Regions from separate parts of the Sus scrofa genome. Here region 2 is linked to region 1. A link is a contact called in public HiChIP or PLAC-seq data. All regions are on one chromosome and are shown on one strand. Each heading gives the region's core, a stretch centred on a gene start, on an enhancer-like site or on the middle of the called end of the contact. The rest is flanking DNA. Distances are from core to core; before and after follow the strand shown. Region 1 holds the start of NME2 (NME/NM23 nucleoside diphosphate kinase 2). Region 2 holds the start of MBTD1 (MBT domain-containing protein 1).

What was found. HiChIP or PLAC-seq counts read pairs in DNA pulled down with a chosen protein or histone mark.
Region 2: a contact with region 1 is called in an H3K27ac HiChIP or PLAC-seq map of alveolar macrophages. The contact joins the promoter of MBTD1 here to the promoter of NME2 in region 1. A contact is called at or near these places in 2 of 5 promoter capture datasets (fetal liver and liver), 2 of 47 Hi-C or Micro-C datasets (liver and skeletal muscle) and 1 of 2 datasets of contacts at active chromatin or transcription factors (alveolar macrophages).

What each region holds. Positions count from the first base shown.
Region 1 is chr12:27,438,137-27,440,836 of Sscrofa11.1, forward strand. NME2 (NME/NM23 nucleoside diphosphate kinase 2) reads left to right here and starts at 1,393. Exons shown (of 5, transcript NM_001044610.2): 1 at 1,393-1,544; 2 at 1,876-2,005. The coding sequence starts at 1,880.
Region 2 is chr12:27,524,990-27,527,689 of Sscrofa11.1, forward strand. MBTD1 (MBT domain-containing protein 1) reads right to left here and starts at 1,423. Exons shown (of 17, transcript XM_021067227.1): 1 at 1,174-1,423. UTP18 (U3 small nucleolar RNA-associated protein 18 homolog) reads left to right here and starts at 1,191. Exons shown (of 14, transcript XM_003131596.5): 1 at 1,191-1,981. The coding sequence starts at 1,592.

The DNA of each region.
Region 1 (2,700 bases), core at 143-2,642:
ACATGTGATAACTCTAAAAAGGAAGCCCCAATAAAAGTGTACTGCAGATTGAGGCCCAAGGGAACACGGGGTGTCCCTGCTTTGGAATAAAGACTGCCAGTGTACTGTGGTTTCATTTAAGGCCCTACACTAGAAGTCTGAAAAGCCTGCAAGGGGTAATAGAGCCATGTCATCCAACACAGGTTATCGGCGGGGTGCCAGGACCACTAGGGGGATGACCCAGGATTCCTGCGGTCAGCTCACTGCCCTGAGAATAGAGACACTGGGGCTCTGCCCATCTCAGGCTACAAACACTGCTGTACAGGGGTCAGGACACATACTGAGAGGATGGGCTTGCTGGCTCCTCCAGGGAAGCTGGGTATCACCGAAGCGTAGCTAGTGGTTTGCAGGCAGAGAGGAGACAGAGATTGTCTGCAAACATATGTCAGGCCTGATTTCTTTCTTTCTTTCTTTTTTTTTTTGTCTTTTCTTGAGACGCTCCAGCAGCATATGGAGGTTCCCAGGCTAGGGGTCTAATTGGAGCTGTAGCCGCAGGCCTAGCCAGAGCCACAGCAATGCGGGATCCGAGCCGCGTCTGCAACCTACACCACAGCTCATGGCCACGCCGGATCCTTAACCCACTGAGCAAGGCAGGGAACGAACCCGCAACCTCATGGTTCCTAGTCGGATTCGTTAACCACTGCGCCACGACGGGAACTCCTGTCAGGCCTGATTTCTATGAGAGAATCTAGCATCTAGTCAAGGGTGTATCTCAGGCTGAACTGGATAATCTGACCGCAGGATAATACTGGGGCAGAGATCATCATTTCTGAGTGGGAACAGGGCAGCGAAATTGGTCTGGGAAAGTGGGTGGGGAGACAGGCAGCACGGAGCCGGGCACTCTGTGGAAATCACCGGGTATTTTGCTAAATGAGCATTCATGCCATCCTCCAGGCAGGATGAGTCATCAGAGCAGGGCCGAGGGGTCAGATAGTGTTTGAGAAGCCTTCTGAGGGAGGCTCCTTGCCAAAGATGTGAGGTTGAGGCGCACTGGGAGGCTGCCGGTTCGGATGAGGGAGGTGGAGGGCTAGAAGCAGGGCTCCAGCAGAGAGGAGGGAAAGGGGAAACTGGATTTCACAGGTAGAATAAGGACCTGTGGTGCCTGAGCGGGAGGCGAGAAAGCTTAGCTCTGGGTGCTCGGCGGAGGGGGAAAGCAGAAGGTACCGGCCGGGATGCGGCCTCGAGAGCGGGACAGGTTTTCGTGCGGGCGCGCGATGGGAGGCAATTTAGAAAGGAGGTGGATTGGACGCCCGCGGCCCTACCGTGGCACGTCCAGGTGGAGAGGAAACCACTTCCTGGCCCAGGAGCCCTCCCCGGCTTCTTCCGCAAACCCGGGGCGTGGACAGAGTCGTCCGGCCGCCTCCCGCCTCGCGGGTTGGGCGGCGGGCCGTCCGGGGTGTGGCCGCGGTGGGCCCCTCCTCCGCGGGCTCCAGGCCGCGGGGGTCCCTCCGCTCTCAGGTCTCCGCTCACTTCTCCACCGCTGCTCGCTGCCCGCCCTCCAACCGGTAAGGTAGCGGCTCCTTCGCCTTCCCGCCCTCGGGCCCCTTTCCGCTCGCGCTGCGGCCGGCCGGTCCCGGGCCGCAGGCCCCCCCCCCCCCCCCGCTCGGCCCCGCAGGCCCGGCCTTCCTCTCGGGGCCCCTGCCGCGTCCCCTCCGCTGGCGCCCGGGTTGGCCGAGGGGCGGCGGCAGGGCGGCGGCCTCCGGGAGGCCACGTGTCCCCGCAGAAGCGTCTGCGGGCGGGGGCGGGTGCCACGTGGCCTCGGGGCCCGGGTCCGGGGCCCCGGTGCGGCCTGTGTGGGCCCTGCCGCGGGGTCCTGAGTGCACCTGCCGCTTGCAGGACCATGGCCCACGCGGAGCGCACCTTCATCGCGGTCAAGCCGGACGGCGTCCAGCGCGGTCTCGTGGGCGAGATCATCAAGCGCTTCGAGCAGAAGGGATTCCGCCTCGTTGCCTTGAAGTTCCTTCAGGTACATGCCCCGCTTCCCTGCCCCTGCGGCCTCAGGGTCGCGGGTGGTACTTCTTACCCCAGTGGCGATGCAGGTCTTTTTTCCCAGTCAGAGACCCCCCCTCGAATGATTTCGCCCCTGCGAGAACCTCTTTGCCCTGGGTCCCCTCCCCAGGGTGCCTCGGCCCCACTGACCCTTCCTCGAAGCCCGGGGGGAAAGACGCCCTTGGAAGGTTAAGCGGAGGTAACGTGACTCGGGCTCCGGGGCTGCTTCCTCCCCGCGGCTGCGTTGGGCCGTGGGCCGCAGGGGGGCAGCAGGGAGTGGAGAAGGCCTGAGCCTCGGGCCCACGCGGGTCCACCCAGGCTGGGGCTGGAGGGTGGAATCCTTTTGTGCTTTAGCTTGCAACTCTTGAGAGGCTTGAGATTTTCAGGGGGGTGCTCTTTCTTCTGCTTATTTTCTGCAGGCTCTCGTTGGCTTAGGGCAGTAACTTTATTTTCCACATTAAAATTGGGGCTTGGATCCGGACCCGTAAGGGATAAATAAGAACTGAAATTTAAACTAAACTCATCAGTGAAGAGGAGGTGGTTCTCAGTTCAAGTCTGAAATGTTTAAAAGGGCATTGTGGGCCAGAGGGTTTGATATGGCTGCTGCCATATTTCCTTTGATTCCAGCCGACAGTTAACTTCCTAAATCTAGATCCTCAAACCACCGACTTT
Region 2 (2,700 bases), core at 173-2,672, 87 kb after region 1:
GGTGGGTGGGTGAGGAGGATGTGAGAGAAAATATGAGAAGTAAAAACGGAATCCACTTAACAGGGACATTAATGAGTCTCATAAGGGCAGGCCAGCAACAATCAGAAGTGAACGGAAAGGGCTTTCCTGGGAAGCAGCGAGCGCGTCTGTAAGGGTTGGGGCAGAGGCCAGGCTACCTACCACTTTTCAGAGAGGCTGCACGGGGGCCGGCTGCCTTGGGTGACCTCTACTGTCTCTTCCGACTCTGAAATGTTAGGATTCTCATTTCACAAAAGGGAACGCGACGGTCATAAAGCCCTCCGACTTAGGACCCTTGTAAATAGGCTGCCTCGTCGGCAGCTTCCCAAACACCACTCCCACCTCTCCCTCCCACACGTGCCCACCCCGCCCCCTTTCAATTTTTCCACCTCCACGTGCGAAACGCCTCGCAGCACTCGCCCCACAGCGGAGAGCGCCTTCCCCTGCAAAGCACCGAAACTCTGCCCCCCTGGGAGAGGTGAGGCGTCCACTCTGCGACCCTGAGCGGCCAAAAAAGGAACTCTCAAATCCAGTCTGCCCCCCTCGCAGCCAGAGCTGAAGGAGGAGGGGGGCGGGACGCAAAGAATAACTTTCTTCTAAAATTTCTCGTCCAGAAAGCGGAGGAGGGGGGGGGGAGAGAGAGAACCCCGAACAGTCCGGGGCTGAGCGGGTGGGGGGAGGGGAAACCCCCTCTCCCCGCATCGTTTAACGGCCGGCAGGGGGGAGGGGGACTCCGGAGGTGAAGGGGGCGTGGGATGGAGAAGCAGGCCAGGGAGCAGGGTCAGGGAGCTGCAGGGGTTCCTGAGGTTGGGGAGCTGCGGGCGTCCCCCCCACCTGGCACACAAAGCAGCTGCCGCGCTCGGCTCTCACCAGATCCTTTGTGTTTTCCATCAGGGCCTCATGGGTAGGGGTTGTCCGTGCTCCCCAGGCCCGCGGCGCCCCCTCCCGAGCTGGGGGCAGACGCCTCTGCCCAGAACTATGGCGACTACAGGGGGGGCCCCGGATGGGCCCAGACCGGTGGCAGCTGCGGCAGCCCCCGGATTTCCCCCCTTTAACTCGGGTGGCCCCAGGATATCAACAACATTAGCATAGCCCTCCCTCCCTAGCGCGCCTGCGCCGTGACCCGCGCCCCGATTGGCCCACTTCCCTACATACCCTCCTCTCAGTCTTCCAGCATGGGACCCTCTGCAGGCTCCGTACTCCACGGGCCGTACCAAGACGAAGGGGTGGAAAAGGCAATTGGGGCTCGTGTAAGTCAAGTGGTTAAAAGTCAGGAAGGAAAGGAGAAATTTCATCCCGTCACCTCAGTTTATACCCTAGCATTCTTGCGTTCCTTTCAATCACTTGTAGCTGCGAAGTTGTGTTGGAAGAAAATTCCCACTCCAGTTACGACGCTTCCCCCTCTACTCGGAAGATTGGTCCTCCCGGAGGAACTCCCACACGGGGAGGAGCTCTTGCGGGGAGTGGGCGTTACGTAGAGCGAGAGAGTGTTGGTCACGTGCTCACAGGCGTTGCAGGCTCTTTCCGGCCTCCGGCAGCCCCAGCAGCAGCGGAAAGCGAGGGGCCTCGGCGCATGCGCAGTGAGGTTCCACGTGAGCGCCCGCGTTCCTTCTCAAACCCAAGGATGCCGCCGGAACGGAGGGGCCGAGCGAGACCGGACAGGACACCCGGAGTGAGACCGGGCCGGAAGACCCAAGTGAAGCCGGGCCGGAGAGCTGGACTGGGGCGGGCTGGGCCGCCCCGAAAGGCTGCTGCTTCATCCCAGCGGCAACCGCCGGCCCCGCCGGGAGCAGCGGCCGCTGCGATAGCAATCGCGGCGGAGGAGGAGAGACGGCTCCGGCAGCGGAATCGCTTGAGGCTGGAGGAGGACAAGCCGGCCGTGGAGCAGTGCCTGGAGGAGCTGGTCTTCGGCGATGTGTTGGACGACGAGGACGCGCTGCTGCGGCGTCTGCGGGGCCCGCGGGTGAGGGAGGCCGAGGCGCGCGGGCTGGGCGCTCGGTGGGCGGTGAGTCTCCAGGGGCGGAGCCTGGGAGACCTGCGGCGCAGAGGAGCTCTCAGGTGGGAGGGAGCCGGGAACGCGGGCGCCCAGGGGTGCCACTCTGAAAGTCTCCGGAGGGCGGAGACAGCGCTTCACTCCCTTGGGAACCGCTTTCCCAGGTATCTAGCAGGCGCTCAATACATACTAATCTGTGTTGAAAGTCTTGAGCATTTTTCGCAGCTCAACCCCATCATCTCCTAAACTCGGTGCTCCTTTCCGCTTGGCCGTTCAGTAGCCTGCCTCAATATCTTGTGATTCGGGGATTCCACCTCGTTTGTGGAGTAAGAATTCATGGGCACGGGCCTGAGAGTCTGTTTTAACAGTTTATCCATATGATAGACTAGCTAGCTTTTGAGAACGATCTTGCCTTCGTCTAGCCAGTAAATCTCTGTGGGCCAGTTTGGCACCAGATACTTTTCCTGGCAATGAGAACCCTGCATAATATTTTTTGCACACTTTTTGCCTCTTTTTTTTTTTTTTTTTTTAAATCCTGAACCTGTTTTTTATTCCAAGATAGGCTATTTCTAGGCATTCTCTAGGCACTGGAAGAGAAGCAGCAATGCAGGAAAACATCCCTTCCTTCTTGGCGCTTTTGTGTTAGTGGTAGAGGCAGAAGATAAAGTTCAGGTATGTCAGTGAAGTGC